Regions from separate parts of the Mus musculus genome. Here all the other regions are linked to region 4. The links are chromatin contacts, called in public HiChIP or PLAC-seq and promoter capture Hi-C maps. All regions are on one chromosome and are shown on one strand. Each heading gives the region's core, a stretch centred on a gene start, on an enhancer-like site or on the middle of the called end of the contact. The rest is flanking DNA. Distances are from core to core; before and after follow the strand shown. Region 1 holds the start of Tmem125 (transmembrane protein 125). Region 2 overlaps Cfap57 (cilia and flagella associated protein 57). Region 3 has its middle 14 kb from the start of Gm35957. Region 4 holds the start of Svbp (small vasohibin binding protein).

Region 1 (3,690 bases), core at 15-2,514, 650 kb after region 4:
GTCAAAATAGTCACACCGTCAGTCAGTTCACACTTTTATTTAGCCAGCCACTCAACAAACATTTATCGATTACCCTACGCGTACAGGCTACCGCTGGCTGCTGAGGTCATGGTGGTTAGTAAACTAGTACTTATCCCTGCAGTGGCTGGGGATACACCTCTGGGTCAGGGGTGAAAGCTAACTAACTAAAGATCTGTTGCGAATGAATATGGAAGAAACACGGGTCGTGAGTGCAGTCGGATCAGCCAGATCAGCCAAGGCATTTCAGCTCAATGATTCAAGTTGGCCAGACTCGGCCAGAGAGAGGCCGGAGGTAGGTGGGGGACAGTCCAGCTGAAGGGCAAGGGCTTCTTTTGCCTTGTCAAGAGTTGTGAAACTTATCCAACTGTCCAGCTCCAGCTGTCTACCTGAAAGGCCTCTACCCACTCATGGGGCAGGCTAATCCTGCCACTCACTTGAGGCCTCAAGGAAAATAAACAAAGGGCTTATTGGGGGAAAGCCTAAGACAGAGCTGGAGCTAGGTTTGGGGTATCGCTGATGCTGGACGCTGGGGCTGAGGATACAGTGGGATTCAGAACTAAAGTCCAGAATCAGCTGGAATGAGGAGGTTTCAGGCCAGTTGGAACCTCCTACTGGCTCTCCTCCTGCCTCAGCCTCTCAGGGTGCAAAGATTGCAGGCCTGGCTGTAGATCTTCGGGGAGGGGCTGAAGGTAAAATTAAGTTGGAGTTGTGGGGTGGGCTAGGGCTCAGACTGGGGCAGAGGGCCAGCATTCTTTCCTCCTGCTGACCCAATCTGCATATTGTGTTTCAGACCTACCAGCAGCGGACAGAAGCCCCTCCCTTCCCAGGAATGTCTCAGCCCCACTGAAGTCGCAGGGCCACGTCAGCCAATTGGCTCAGGCCCTGCCCTGGAAACAGCACCTGTTAATCCCCCCCTCCTTCCAGCTCACCTGGGTGCAGGTTAGGCAGGTGAAGCGTCTCCCCGGAAACAGACCTAGAGCGCCCAACCTGCTGGGTCCTGCCTGCTCAAATCGGATTCAGCACAGCCAGGCGTCCCGTGAGTGCCCCATACGCCCCACCCCCACCTTTTTCACGGGTTCTACTACCGGGAACCTCCACCCACGCTGGGGTCGTTCCCCAATAGACGGTGTCAGCACCTTCAGATGAGCAAGCCACAGTCCTGAGGAATGCTGGGACAGACTCCGCCCACGGTCCCTCCCCCAACCACCCTTGGGGCGTGGGCATTTACCCCACCCACCTTGCGTGCCAGGCAACCTCTCTGCAAAGGGCAGAGCGGTCCCCTACTCTGTCTCGTTGGAGTAAAAACGTGGTCTCGGCAGTGTGGTCCATGTGGGTTCTGATTCACCCCGAGTCTCTCTGGCTCAAAAAAGTATGTTTTGAGCTCCTTTGCCCCGTGGGAAGTCTAAAAGGAGTATGTTAGATGACTTCTCCCACTCCTCAGAATTAACTTCTCTGTCCTCACTTTTCAGAAAAAGCCTCTAAGAGGTGAGCTGGGGCTTCCCTGCCCCACTCCCGTCCCTCCTGGACTCGCAGCTGACACCTACAGGATCGGTCTCTCCTGCTGCCGGAAGTTGGGTTCCTTGCCGGCAGTGCTAGCTTTATTTTTACCTGATGTGAGTCATGCCGCCTGTCTTGTAGGGAACAGGTTAAATGAGTAACACTGTTAGATCCCTCCCCACATTCCCACGATGGGAAGGACTAGGCTGCGGTTCAAATCCTGAGTCCTCCTTTTGCTGCCTTAGAGAACACGTGGAGCCGTTTAGCAGGGGATGGACCCGTGGGGAGCAGGCAGGTTCTGGATGAGCGCCGAGAACAGGACTGGATAGAGATATGTTTAGAGGCAAGAGACAGCCCCTGGGGCCATGGATTGGCAAAAGCAGAAGGCGCTGAGGAGCCCCCGGAGTGGGCCGAGAGGGAGGGTGGGTGGTAACAGCATCTTGAGAAAGGAACACAGGAGGAACAGGTTCAGGGTAAGATGAGGAATTTGGGTTGGGCCCTGTTGCATCAGAGACGACCAGCACTGGAAGGAGAGACTTGGAGCATGCGTCTTCTTTTGCCTGACGGAGATAGGGTGGAACTAGAGGAAGAACGGTGTTAGGGGTCAGATCCTGACCCACAGAGAAGGAAGGGTACAGCCCTATGAGAGAAGGGTCAGGCTCAGCCTGCTGGTTCCAGAAGGGTTAAGTCACCAGCCTCCCTTTCCCATAGCTTCCCCCACCCAGGACCCAGCAGTGACAGCTGAGGCCATGTGAGTCTGATCCTGAATGAGGCATTATCTCTGACAGTTTGTCCTGTCATCCACTGTGGCACCACCAGCTTCCTCCGACAGCCTGGATGGAACAGGCCACCGAGACAGCCTGTGTGAGAGGTCAGGAGCTGGGCAAGGGGATTCTCTGAAGGGGAAGGGGAGCTCTGTGGTGGAGGGAACTCTGTTGGGGTCAGGGGAGGTGCTTTGGCAAGGTGCAGTGCTAGGGTTGTAGCTCTTGGGAATAGGTCCTGAGGACCCCGGGGAAGATTCTTGGGGCCCTTCCCTGAGACTCCCAGATGAGGCTATAGGGCCAGATGGGTGGGAAATAACTTGTGATCCTGTCCTGCAGGTGAGGGTAACCATAGCCTGGACTAAGAAGAGGAGACTGGGCTTCTCGCTGGCAACCAGGTGATGGGGACACAGGGTCACGACAAACACCCTCTGAACCCTGACAGTGATCCTCTGTCCTGACCCTGCCTGACCAAGCCATGTCCCAGCAAGCCTCAGTGGGCAGGGGGCTGCCCCCAGATGTGCTGGCAGAGCAGGTGGAGCTATGGTGGTCCCAGCAGCCCCGTCGCTCCTTGCTCTGTTTCTCCGTGGCCGTGATCCTTGTGGCTGGCTGTGGGGCCGGTGGTGTGGCGCTGCTGTCCTCCACCAGCAGCCGATCCGGCGAATGGCGACTAGCCGTGGGCACTGTGCTCTGTCTGCTGGCCCTGCTGGTTCTGGTGAAGCAGCTGATGAGCTCTGCCGTGCAGGATATGAACTGCATACGCCAGGCCCAGCACGTGGCCTTGCTGCGCAGCGGCGGAGGCGCCGACGCTGTTGTAGTGTTGCTCAGTGGCTTTGTGCTGCTGGTCACTGGCCTGACCCTGGCTGGGCTGGCTGCTGCCCCGGCCCCGGCACGGCCACTGGCTGCCATGCTGTCTGTGGGCATTACCTTGGCTTCCTTGGGCTCAGTCTTGCTGCTGGGGTTGCTACTGTACCAGGTGGGTGTGAGTGGACACTGCCCTCCGATCTGTACAGAGGCATTCTCCGCCCAAAATGGCCACGGTGATAACAGTAGCATCTTTAGCATCTCAGGACAGTTGTCTTCTGGCCAGCGTCATGAGACCACCTCCAGCATTGCCAGCCTCATCTGACAGAGATGGAGCCCTTCTTCCCATGCCCTGCCTCAGTATCCCCAGAACTTGTGGCAGACATTCACAGGTGCACGCATATATGTGTGTCGCCCCCACCCCCGCCATGGCATTTCATGATATGTGATTAGGAGCTCGTGTGCACCCTCATATCCATTCCATGAGAAGGTGAGGGATACCTCCTTGGGGCTGTTTGTATCATGGACTGTCATGCTCTATGCCTGGTCCTGGGGTCTCTAGAGGATACTCATCTGGAGTCTCTGAAGACTTGACCCATATTTCCAA
Region 2 (3,866 bases), core at 126-2,625, 590 kb after region 4:
CTGGCTTCTTTGATATAGCAAGCTATCATAAAGGCTCATCTACTCTCTAGCATGTATCAGTACTTCATAACCTTTCCATGGCCAAATAATATTCCAGTATATTGTTCTAATATACCACATTTTGTTTATCTGTAAATCAATTTGGGTCATTCAAGTTATCTCTATTTTTTTTATTTTATGAATATAATTGCTGTGAACATTTCAATACCAGTTTTTGTTTGGGCATAGATTTTTATCTCTCTTCCTAATAGTGGAAATGCTGGGTTACCTGATGTCTTCATTAGGGTTTTATTGCTGTGAAGAGATACCGCAACTCTAGTAAAGGAAAGAATTTCACAGGGTCTGGCTTACAGTTCAGAGGTTTAGTCCATTATCAACATGGCAGGAAGCATGGCAGTGTACAGCAGACATGGTGCTGGAGAAGGAGCTGAGAGTTCTACATCTTGATCCACAGACAGCAGGAAGGGAACTGATTTGAATTTCTGAGCCCTCAAAACCCACCCCTTAGTCATACACCTCCTCCAACAAGGCTACACCCACTCACTCCAAGGACACACCCCCTAATAGTGCCATTCCCAGTAGGCCTATGGAGACCATTTTCTTTCAAACCACCACACTTGGTAACTCCATGTTGGGCATTTGAGAAAGTGGTTAAGTTCCAAGAGGCGGTATTGTGAGGGTTCAGGCTTCTCTTTATCCTTACGGACACTTGTGATGATCTGACTTTTTGATTACAGCCATCTCAGAAGTTGCACAGTGGTATCTCACCATCATGGTTTCAATTTATATTTCCCTGATGGCCATCATACCAGCATCTCTTCAGGTGCTTTTTCCCCATCTGTCCATCTTCTTGGAAGAAATTCCAGTCAGATCTATCTATATCCAATATATCTCTTAATCCTGTGCTGTCTTTTTACTATTGGACTCTACAAGTTGTGCATCATAGACATGACTGTGGACCCATGCCTCAGCCTCCCAAGTGCACCAAGTTTTTGGTGTGCACCATCATATCTAGAATCCTCTCACTTTCGTGGTAGTTCCTAAGAGCTCCTATTCTGATGAAGTCCAACTGCTCTACTTCTCTTCTAGACGTTGTCCTTATTAGCATATGTTTAAGGATCCATCACCACAGCTTCGGGCAATGAAAATTTAACCCTGTGCTTAAGAGTTTTATAGTATTAGCTCTTAGATTTAATTCTTCTGATCCATTTTGAGTTTGTGTGTGTGACATGGAGTGTGGGACCTGGGGTGGCTCAAATAAAAATGGCCCCCAAAGGCTCACAGAGAATGGCACTATATCAGGAGGTGTGGCCTTGGTGGAGTATGTGTGGCCTTATTGGAGGAAGTGAGTCACTGTGGGTGGGCTTGGGTTTCCAGAAGCCAGGCCCAGTGTCACTCGTTCTTCCTGCTGCCTGCCGATCCAGATGTAGACTGCTCAGCTACCTCTCCAGCCCCGTGTCTGCCTGCATGCTGCCCAGCTTCCTGTCATGAGGTCAGTGTAAACTTCTGAACTAAGGCAGCCCCAATTAAGTTCTTTTCCTTTACAAGAGTTTCTGTGTCGTGGCATCTCCTCACAGCAATAGAAACCCTAAAACAGGACTAAGCTGTATCCTTGCACATGTAGATGTGCAATTAAACTGGCACTGTTTGTCAAAGGACTATTCTGCCTCTGTTTAGATGGTCTTAAAGTCTTAACACCTTGGGCAAACTCCGTCGGCACCTGGGTTTGTTTCTGGAGTCTTAATCAATCTGCTATTTCTGGGTTGGATGTTCAACTGATGTATGTCTGTCTGACTGCCTATCTGTCGATGTTCACGTCTTCAACTTCTTGTTACCTTCTGTTTGTCTTAACCTGTATGGGAAGTAGGCTGTTGAAATCTTCAGCTCTTGGAGTTGAAGTACCTGTCGCCTGCCCCCTCTGCCACCCCCACCCCCAGGGAAGTTTTTTTACATCATGCCTTGGTGCTGTGCTGTTAAACACGCATGTGTTTATAACATGCCACCTCCCTGATGGATTGACCCTTTCATCGTCATAAGATGCAGCGCTGTGCCTACTGGTATTCTGTTTTGAAATCTATTTTGTCTGATATTACTGTGGTGAGTCCAGCATTCCCGTGGTTTCTGTTTGCATGATTCATCTTTTTAAATCCTTTCCAATACCTTTGCGCTTTCATTCTAAAATATACTTCCTCTCGCTCGAGCTAGTATCTCGCCGGCAAGAATTCACTTGGACAACCGGATCCTTCTACGGCAAAGCTTTTATTGCTTACTTCTCAGGAAGACCCCTAACCCAGAAAATGGCGCTACTTATATAGCCCGCAGCGTGACGTTTCAGCACCTGATGTGGCGAGACAGCACCTGATTAGTTGCTCACCCATCACCCCATTACTACGCCCTGAGATGGGCAGTGACTAGGCATGAATTCACTCTTGCACTTGCGCATAAGACTTGTTTACTAGTTAGGCGCAGTGGAAGCCAGCGCCATCTTATAATGGCGATTGCTCACGGCAAGGCTCTCCACAACTTCCCATACAAAGCTCGAGATCAGGACTTTTACATCTGTTTAGGTTTGAAGCTGGTAGGGACTGGACCCAGGTCTTCACACATGCTCCACCACTGAGCATGCTCCTAGCCTGGGTCTTGCTCACCGGCCACTCCCATTTACTGCTATTACTGGTGTCGTTGGGCTGGCATCTGTATTTTAGTTGCTTGCCAGTGTGACCACATACCTGATAGGAAGCAAATTAGGTGAGGAAGGAGTTGTTTGGGCTCACAGTTGGATGGTACAGTTTATTGTGGAGGAGAAGGCTTGATGCTGAGGCTGCCTGCTCACATCACATCTCTTTGGGTCAGGAAGCTGAGCAAAATACAAGAAGCAAGGCGGGTATTCCTACCAACACTCCTACCAACTTCCATTAGGAAGGCTTCACATCCCAAAAGGTCTACACACAGGAGAAAGTGTCACATCCAGATTGTGAGGTTTGGAAAAGGAAAATACATTTATGTATGAGTCGGGTATCATGGACATTCAGGAAGAAAATGCACTCCAGGACATCAGCAGGCCATACAGGTTCCTGGCCATGGATTCTGAGGGAGACCAGTGAGCTTGCTAGACTGGCTCCCTGACATTCCACAACTACTAGTAAGCGTTAGGAGAAACACTGTTGCCAGACATATTGGGGACAAAGGAGTAATTGGTGTGCAGTGTCTGTCTTAGACAGGAAAGCAGGAGGTGGGTGGACATAAACGTAGGAGTCCTCATCTCAGCTTTTGTCTTGGCTTCAGAACAAACCTAGCACGAGCTCACCTCTGTCAGCTTCCCAACTATCGCTCTCCTCTGTCACTAAATAAAATGCCTCAGATGATGGACATGTGTAACACCCAAAAGACCCCACCTACCCACCCACTGCTCATGTTGATGGCTCTCACATGGACAGAAATTTGGCATTGTTTATTAGTGCACTTAAAAAACATTCAGAGCACCGGGCGTGGTGGCGCACTCGGGAGGCAGAGGCAGGCGGATTTCTGAGTTCGAGACCAGCCTGGTCTACAAAGTGAGTTCCAGGACAGCCAGGGCTACACAGAGAAACCCTGTCTTGAAAAACCAAAAAAAAAAAAAAAAAAAATTCAGAGCATTTATCCAGAATTCACATCCAGAAACTTACCCCAAGGAAGTAATGAGAGATAAACAAAGACTTATATGTAAGGACATTCGATCTGTAGTGTTTATTTTCAAGTAAAAGAGTCAGAAGCCACATAAATGGTCCCACAGAGGAGGATTGGTCAAAACCTAGGATGATAGACTTGTGTTACTATTAAAACAATACAGTTTTAAAATTTTGTTTATTTATTATTTATTTGTTTTT
Region 3 (3,537 bases), core at 362-2,861, 540 kb before region 4:
ACCAACATAGCTGCTCATGAACTTGGTCTAGGAGGTCGAGGTCTGTAGAAATCCATGCTAATTAAAATTCATAGACGTTAATTAAATGATTATTCAAGAACTCTCTCAACTCTTGAAGCCATTTTTATATGTAGATTACAACATAACCCTGGGTCAAGTAAAGGCATGCCAAGGTCCTTCAGGCTAGGGAGAATCTGCCGGGGAAAGCAAGCAAGCAAGCAAGCAAGCTCGAATGGAAAGTAAACGGCAGAGCTGGCTGTCACTGTGTGGGGTAGGCTACTGACGCTGGGAAAGGAGGCCTTCCTCTGCTGCCAGATGCAGGGACAGAGGACAAAGGGCCTCTCAGACTAACAAGTGCCTGCCTCTCCAGCTTATGCTTTTAGAGAGGAGCCACTCCACAAGAAGCCACCAGACGAGAGCCAGAGTCGACCCTGAACACTCGGCACTCACCACCCCTGCACACCTGGGGTGAAGCAGGAAGGAGATGAGGTAGCTATGCTGTTTCCAGAAACACAAGCCTCTGTGCCTAGATCCTTATGTGGGATTCTGCCAGGAGAGCATTCCAGGTGTGCTCCTCCATCCAGGCTCCTCCATCTCATTCAAAAGAAACAAACTGTCTCTGAAGGCTTGTGCTCACTCACCTAGAAGAGCTAAGCTCCACCCCTCACTCCATGCCTGATATACCTAACCTACTCCTTTTACAGGCAGCCCTCGTGGCTCCTCTAATTGTGGTGTGTCCATCATCGGTTTTCCTCTAGGGAGACTGAAGCATCCAAAACCACTTATCTCCTTGACTGCCCAAGCAGGAAACCAGCAGCTTTTTACTCTATGTCCACACTTAAGAGAAAGGAGGGTTAGATAGTCTAGGGACATAGCTCAGTGGGAGAGCTTGTCTAGTATGTGCAAGGCTCTTGGTTTGATTCCCAACACTAGGAAAAGGGGACAGTCAGGGATGGAATACAGATCCCAATTAGTTTGCAGGTGACAGTCACTGAAGATGGGCAGTATACAGATAAGACTCTTACTATTTTCTTTATTTTTATTTATGCTTCAAATTTCCTGTAGTTAAAAGAGAATGTTAAAGAGACATGGGGAGAAGATGCAACCTGAAAATGCTGTTGGCTGTCTTCTTGGGACGATTTGGAATGTACACAGGCCTTCAGACCCATGGCCTTCTAGAAGGTCACAATGCTGGAGCAAAGGCTGTGTCTTCTCAGCACCACATTCAATGTCCTCAACAAGACAACCTTTGAAAACGTCCCTAGAACTTTACAAAAGCATTCTGGTAGGGCCCGGCTGCCCTGCTCAGCATATAAACCTTCTGCCTCTACAAATCATCACCCCTTCAGCTTCCTGCCACTACGAGGGCCTCCACTTCCTGTTCCAAACTACTGAGTTGAGCAATCGAGCTTTTGAGAGAGCTCCCAGTGGCAGAGAGTAGTTCAGCTTAACTGGGTCTCCTTCTGGATGTCAGATATGATACTCCAAAGAGAAAGTTTTGCTTTCTCTGTTTCTCCCCCTTCTTCTTCCCTGACCCTCAACTTGCTCTTGATAAGAATCTGCATAATCATCTATCATGACAAGTTTCCCACCTTGACGACTGTGACACGTTGGGCTGCACAGTTCTCTGTGGCAGAAAAGACATGATGCTGTGTGTCCTAGAACAAATAGTCAACAGCATCTCTTGTCTCTACCCACCAACTGCTAGGAAGTACATAGGCCAACCCTAGCTACAACAACCAGCCACGTCTCCAGGTAGCGCCAAATGGGTCAGGGGATTAAAAAAAAAAAACAAAACAGAAGTTATTGAGAAACACCAGCCTAAAAGATATTGAAAAATCAAGACCAAAGTCTTTGTGCAGAGAGAGGGGGAGGGAGGGAGGGGAAGAGGGAGAAAGAGGAAAAGGGGAGAGGGAGGGAGGGAGAGAGAAAGAGAGAGAGAGAGATTTATACAGTTTGTTCCCGTTCAATTACACAATATAATTCCACCTATGAATTTATAAATATGAATATTTAAGAAATGCTGCATTCTAAGCCAGAAATATGTAAAGTACCAAGAGAAGAGTGAACTCAGCATTCCCAACCATATCCTCTCTGTCTTTGTGGTTTCCTGTGCAAATCTCATTTGCTTCCCCCACATTATCCTGTTTTCCAGTCAGTGTGGTCATTCAAACATCTCACCCAGCCTCTCACAGCAGCACACAGTTTGAGTTTCAGCAGAAAAGAAAAGCGCCGGGGTGGGCAACTTCCCCAGCACCCACAGGATGCACATGGGCTCTCCAGCACTGGTTTAACAGGGTCACCAGAGAACAGAGTTCCTACAAGAACATTCTCCAACCAAATCACAGAAAAAGAAATACCAACGTGTTCTAATGGTTCCACTTCAAAACAGTCAGACTTACACCCCTTCTCTGGGCAACAACATCAAAATAATCGCCCTTTACACCCCCAACTCTTCGTGCCTAGAGTGCCTGTGTCTTCCATCAGTAAGTGGGGAAGTGAGGCTGCTGCTCTGGATCGGGGCCTCCCCTCTGCGACCTCCACACTTCAGAGGCTAGAATGGCTAGAATAATGAGTGTTGACTTAGCCAAGAATTACAACAGCCTGCACTGAAGGAGTTTCCCACTCGAGCTAAATGCTACCCTCCCTTCTTGTGAAGAAGGAAGATCTGTTTCCTATAGAGGCTTCTCATTAGCCCCATTCCATCCAGTAGCTTTGGGGATACACACACAAAATGGTTTCTTGAACTTGAACAATTCTGTCAGTGGCTCTGGTGAGTGTTTGTCCTGTTATAGGAAGGCAGTTGCTGTTTATATGGCTTGTCATCTGGGGTCTATTTCTTCCAGGATCCATCCTATGTCACCACCTGTCTTAGCCTGGATCACCTCATTCTGGATTCTAGCCTTGGCTTCCTAATGTCTCCCTGGCTTAGCACCTCTCCTTTAATCCCTCCCCTCCCCCCTTTTTTATAAACTGATAACAGATTAGCTTTTAAGAACACAAATCAAAATTTCCCATTCCATATCACTGGATATAGTCATATGTGTATGTTAGAAGTGATAAGATATAGATTACTCTGTATATCTCTATCACTCTTCTGTGGCACTGGAAATAGAGCTTAGCACCTCATGCATGCCAGGTAAGCATTCTATCACTAAGCTAGGTTCCCAACCCATAGTCCTGTCTCCTTTGATGTAGATCTATGTATGATGCTCTTTTTGCCCAGGAGGTGTCCAGGCAGGTTCAGTATGAACACACAGGCCCACATAGGACAGGTGGTAGATGGAAAGACTGGGTCAGGAATGCTAAACTCAATGGACTTGAAAGGGGGGCCATATATGCATGTGTATTGGATGGGTGTGGTCATGCGTGCATGTGTGAGGACCAGAGTTTGATGTCCAGTTGTCTTCTTTATCACTGTCCACCTTTTTTTTTTTTGATATACAGTTCCCACGAAAGCTGGAGCTCACCATATTGGCTAGATTGGCTATCCAGGAAGTCCCAAGATCCCCCTGTCTGCATCCCCAGCAGTACTGA
Region 4 (3,867 bases), core at 24-2,523:
GTGGTGGTGGTGGTGTGTGTGTGTGTGTGCCACAGCAAGTGTGGAGGTCAGTTTTATGTAGACCTTCTCTTCTTCCGCATATGTATGGATTCTCAGGTTGTCAGGCTTCTCCAGTGAGGGCTTTTTCCATCCCGCTCACCAACTAGATACTCTCTGCACCAAATGCCCATGTGTACCGGGTCACGGGTCACACTGGCACTTCAAGCATTCTCCTTCATTCATTTGTTCATTTTCTCCTCCCACCCTGATCCCTCTCCCACCCATAGCTACCCTCTTCTCTTTTCATGCATTCCTCAGATCACTAACACAAAAGCTTTGCGCCAGGAGGCAACTGGAGACCCGGTCCAGCTTGGGATTCTGACACTAACTTGGTATGTGACTCTGGGCTTCCGCTTCACCGTTTGGGACCTGGCTGGACTCTCTCCCTCTGGGGGGACCAATGCCTGGGACAAGCAGGGACCCCTAGTAAAGTTTCCTCTGCTGGTTTTTTTTTTTTTTTTTTTTTCTTCCAGCACCCTCTCCAGCTCGCTCAGGCATACAGAGCTCCCTCCTTCATCTCACCTCTGCTCTCTGTCTTTGCTTCAGCTCCTGCTGGGCAGATTTCTGCTTAGCCTTCTCCACTCTGAAGGCTGGTTCTTTAACTTTGGATTTTTCTTTCCGGGCAGGTGGATCCATGGTTTGGCTTCTGAATGCTTCTTGGTTAGCTCTGACCTGATGGTACAAAAAGAGAACCGCTTGCTAGTCCTTTCTCCCAACTCCCTAGCTTGGCAGGTGAGGCAGGGTGCCCTGGAGTCCCACTGCCAGCACCTTGCTGTGCGTTCCTAGTCGAGTCTCCTCACTTCTGAGTCTCAGTTTCCTGCACAATGGGACAGTAGTCATTTCCTGGCCATTTCCCTACCAACCCCGGGTGAGCAGCAGATGAGAAGGCCCGAGAAAGCAGCTCCAACCCGGGGGCGTACGGTAGGGCCGGGTCTCAGAGGCCGAGGGGCGAGCCACTCGGTCCGCGGCAGCCCCCTCTGCCAGCCCCGCCCGCCCGCTCGCCCGCCCGGCCCCTCCGTAGCAAGATGGCGGCTCGGGGGTCCGTGCGCTTCCTTACCCGGCCTCGGGCTCACGGCCTCCGCCACGTCGTAGACAAGCCCCCACGCGGGGTTCACCCTAGCTCCCCCCTTCCGCGGGACCGCAGCGCCCAGCCCGCTGCCCTTGGACTGGGCGGGGCGCGCCGGGGAGGGCGGGGCCGCGGCCTGAGGTGCCCCTCCCGCAGGAGCCACTGCGCCCGCGCAGCGAGCACACCTGGGCGTGGCCGGAGCGGGAGGGGCGGGATCGGAGGCGAGTAGGGCGGGGCCTGGGGCTGGAGGGCGGGGCCTGGGGCAGGGACATTCTTACAAGTAACCAAAGCTTTTCCGGGCTTCTAGTTTCTGGGACAACTGCAAGGCTTTGAAAGGCAGAATCTGATTCCTGTGGTTGAAATTGGCTAGCACTGGAATTCTGAGCATCAGGTTCTAAATCAAGAAAGTCAGGACTGCTGATTGCTTCCTTCCTGATTTATAGATCTATAAGGAGGATCAAATGGAATCCTGTTTACCACAATGCTTTGAAAGCTTTGAAAAAAATGATCTGTCTATCTATCTATCTATCTATCTATCTATCTATCTATCTATCTATCTATCTATCTATCTATCTATCTATCAATACAGGGCCCCTAGCCCAGTTTGGTGGTGCACATCTTTAATCCTAGCACTGAGAAGGGGAAGCACAAACATCTCTATGAGTTGGAGGCCAGCCTGGTCTACATAATGAGTTCCAGGCCAGCCAAAGCTACACAGTGAGACTCTGTCTCAACAAAACAAAACAAATTCAGGGCCCAGAGCATGTGCTAGGCAAAGCCTTCTATTACTGAGCTATACCCTCAGCCGGACAGAAATTGTATCAGTTAGGTTTTCCATTGCTGTGAAAAGACACCATGACGAAAGCAACTCTTATAAAGGACAACATTTAATTGGGGCTGGCTTACAGGTCTTGAGGTTCAGTCCATTAGCATCATAGCAGGAAGCATGGCAGTGTGCAGGCAGGCATGGTGCTGGAGGCCAGAAGAGGATATAGAATCCCCTGGAACTGATATTAAAGACAGTTGTGAGCTGCCATTTGTGGCAGTTGTGGGTGCTGGGACCAAAACCAGATCCTCTGCAAGAGCAACAAGTGCTCTTAACCACTGAGCCATTTTTCTACATCTTGTTCTGAAGGCAAATAGGAAAAGACTGTCTCCCACGTGGCTAGGAGAATAGTCTCGAACCCCAACCCCACAGTGACACACTTCCTTCAACAAGGCCACATCTCCTAGTAGTGCCACTCCCTGAGTCAAACATGTTCAAACCACCACAGGAATCAGAAGTATATCAGCCAACACACACACACACACACACACACACACACACAGAGTGTGAGAGGTGGAAGTAGAGGGAGAAGGAGGGAGAGAAACAGCCCCACGGATAATCAAAAGGGTGTAAACTAAAATTTCTAGCTATCATTTTCATTTGTTATGTTAGCAAGAAAGGTGCCAAGGAGGAGAAGAGCCTGAGAAATAACAATAACTGCTTCCCTTGGGGCTTCCTCTGTTCTAGGCAATACTCTGAGGCCATTGCATTATTAAGTCCCCTGTTCCTCATAAAGATATGTGTACCAATATGATTTCTAAACAGGAACAGGCATGGAAAAGTTAAGTCCAAGATTACCCAGCTAGTAAGTGCTAAACAAGCATTTTAGACAGGGTTTAGAAGACACTGGCCTCTGGAGACACATTCAGACCTGCTTTTTAGTCTCTCTGTCACCCTTACTCCTAGCACTCCAGAGGGAAAGGCAAATGGGTCCCTGTGTGTCCAAGACCAGCTTGGTCTACCTAGCAAATTCCAGACCTGCCAGGGCTACCTCCATTGGGAAGCCTCCATGGGCACTGAGGTGCTTTCAGTCTAAGTCTGAGTTGTTACATTCTTTTCAGAGTCCAATCCCGTACTAGATCTCAAAACCTTAAAGCTGGACACAACCACACGAGTGTGCACACACACATAAACACACACATTACCACATGCTTCCATTTTTAAGAGGTATCAAAAAAGAAACATAAAGTGGAGCTTGGGGGAGGGGGAAAGAGAGTTATTGATCAGTGGATATAGAGTGCATTCTGCAAGAGAGAATTCTAGAAATCTGACGCATGGCGATGTTCATAGTTCTGTACGTAGACTTTAAAATGACTAAAATGCTATGCCTCTGATCCCAGTTACTAGAAAAGCTGAGGCAGGAGAATCACAAGTTGAAAATGTCAGCCTGAGCTACATATAAAATGATTTCAAGATCAGCCTAGGGCAGATTATGGTGAGCCTGTCTCAAAGAAGCAAGAGAACTGGGGATCTAGCTCAGTGGTAGAGCATGTGCCACGGTGCTCAGTGGTAGAGACTGCAAGTTCAATGCCCAGTACCAGAAGAAAGCAAAACGTAAAACGGCAAAGTGGTTTTCACTCCAGTTTTTAAAAATTGACTCAAACCATTAGTTTAAGCAATTTCACTCTGAAGGAGTTGTCACAAGTAAATGACCAGAAGCAGCTCTGTCTATAAAGGGGAAGCCTGCAACACCCAGCATCTTATCATCAGAGTTAAGATGAATAAATGGGGGGGGGGGGTGCAGAGATGGCTCAGTGGTTAAGAGCACTGACTGTTCTTCAAGAGGTCCTGAGTTCAATTCCCAGCAACCACATGGTGGCTCACAACCATCTACGATGGGGTCTGATGCCCTTTCCTAGTGTACCTGAACAGAGCAATGGTGTAATTTTATACATAAAATAAATATCTAATTTAAAAAAGATGAATGAATGAGCTG

The links. Promoter capture Hi-C pulls out the DNA fragments that hold promoters and counts their contacts. HiChIP or PLAC-seq counts read pairs in DNA pulled down with a chosen protein or histone mark.
Region 1: a contact with region 4 is called in an H3K27ac HiChIP or PLAC-seq map of epiblast stem cells, with 5 times the contacts expected there. The contact joins the promoter of Tmem125 here to the promoter of Svbp in region 4. A contact is called at or near these places in 1 of 39 promoter capture datasets (liver), 1 of 115 datasets of contacts at active chromatin or transcription factors (epiblast stem cells) and 1 of 9 other capture datasets (embryonic stem cells).
Region 2: a contact with region 4 is called in a promoter capture Hi-C map of the HPC-7 cell line, with 2.5 times the contacts expected there. The contact joins the enhancer-like site here to the promoter of Svbp in region 4. A contact is called at or near these places in 4 of 39 promoter capture datasets (the HPC-7 cell line, embryonic stem cells and liver), 4 of 115 datasets of contacts at active chromatin or transcription factors (embryonic stem cells, forebrain and stem cell-derived neural progenitor cells) and 1 of 9 other capture datasets (pancreatic islet).
Region 3: an H3K4me3 HiChIP or PLAC-seq map of bone marrow-derived macrophages shows a contact between it and region 4, with 4 times the contacts expected there. The contact joins the enhancer-like site here to the promoter of Svbp in region 4. A contact is called at or near these places in 1 of 39 promoter capture datasets (pre-B cells), 3 of 484 Hi-C or Micro-C datasets (CD4 T cells, CD8 T cells and LSK cells) and 2 of 115 datasets of contacts at active chromatin or transcription factors (bone marrow-derived macrophages and memory CD8 T cells).

Annotation. Positions count from the first base shown.
Region 1 is chr4:118,541,300-118,544,989 of GRCm38.p6, reverse strand. It overlaps Tmem125 (transmembrane protein 125), which reads left to right and starts at 1,264. Exons shown (of 4, transcript NM_172383.3): 1 at 1,264-1,390; 2 at 1,491-1,634; 3 at 2,230-2,389; 4 at 2,619-3,690. The coding sequence starts at 2,758. The coding sequence ends at 3,408.
Region 2 is chr4:118,601,765-118,605,630 of GRCm38.p6, reverse strand. All of the region lies in intron 6 of Cfap57 (cilia and flagella associated protein 57), which reads left to right. Among named protein-coding and RNA genes, the nearest start is that of Cfap57, 17 kb to the left of the region's middle. Within about 2 kb of position 1,375, at least 3 of the 459 cell types and tissues checked have an H3K27ac peak or open chromatin away from gene starts, as enhancers often do. A contact at or near this core is called in the HPC-7 cell line, where this site is marked.
Region 3 is chr4:119,736,670-119,740,206 of GRCm38.p6, reverse strand. It overlaps a transcript of Hivep3 not described here. Among named protein-coding and RNA genes, the nearest start is that of Gm35957, 14 kb to the right of the region's middle. Within about 2 kb of position 1,611, at least 87 of the 459 cell types and tissues checked have an H3K27ac peak or open chromatin away from gene starts, as enhancers often do. A contact at or near this core is called in CD8 T cells, LSK cells, bone marrow-derived macrophages and 1 more, where this site is marked.
Region 4 is chr4:119,192,716-119,196,582 of GRCm38.p6, reverse strand. Svbp (small vasohibin binding protein) reads right to left here and starts at 1,273. Exons shown (of 3, transcript NM_024462.2): 1 at 1,097-1,273; 2 at 562-711. The coding sequence starts at 675.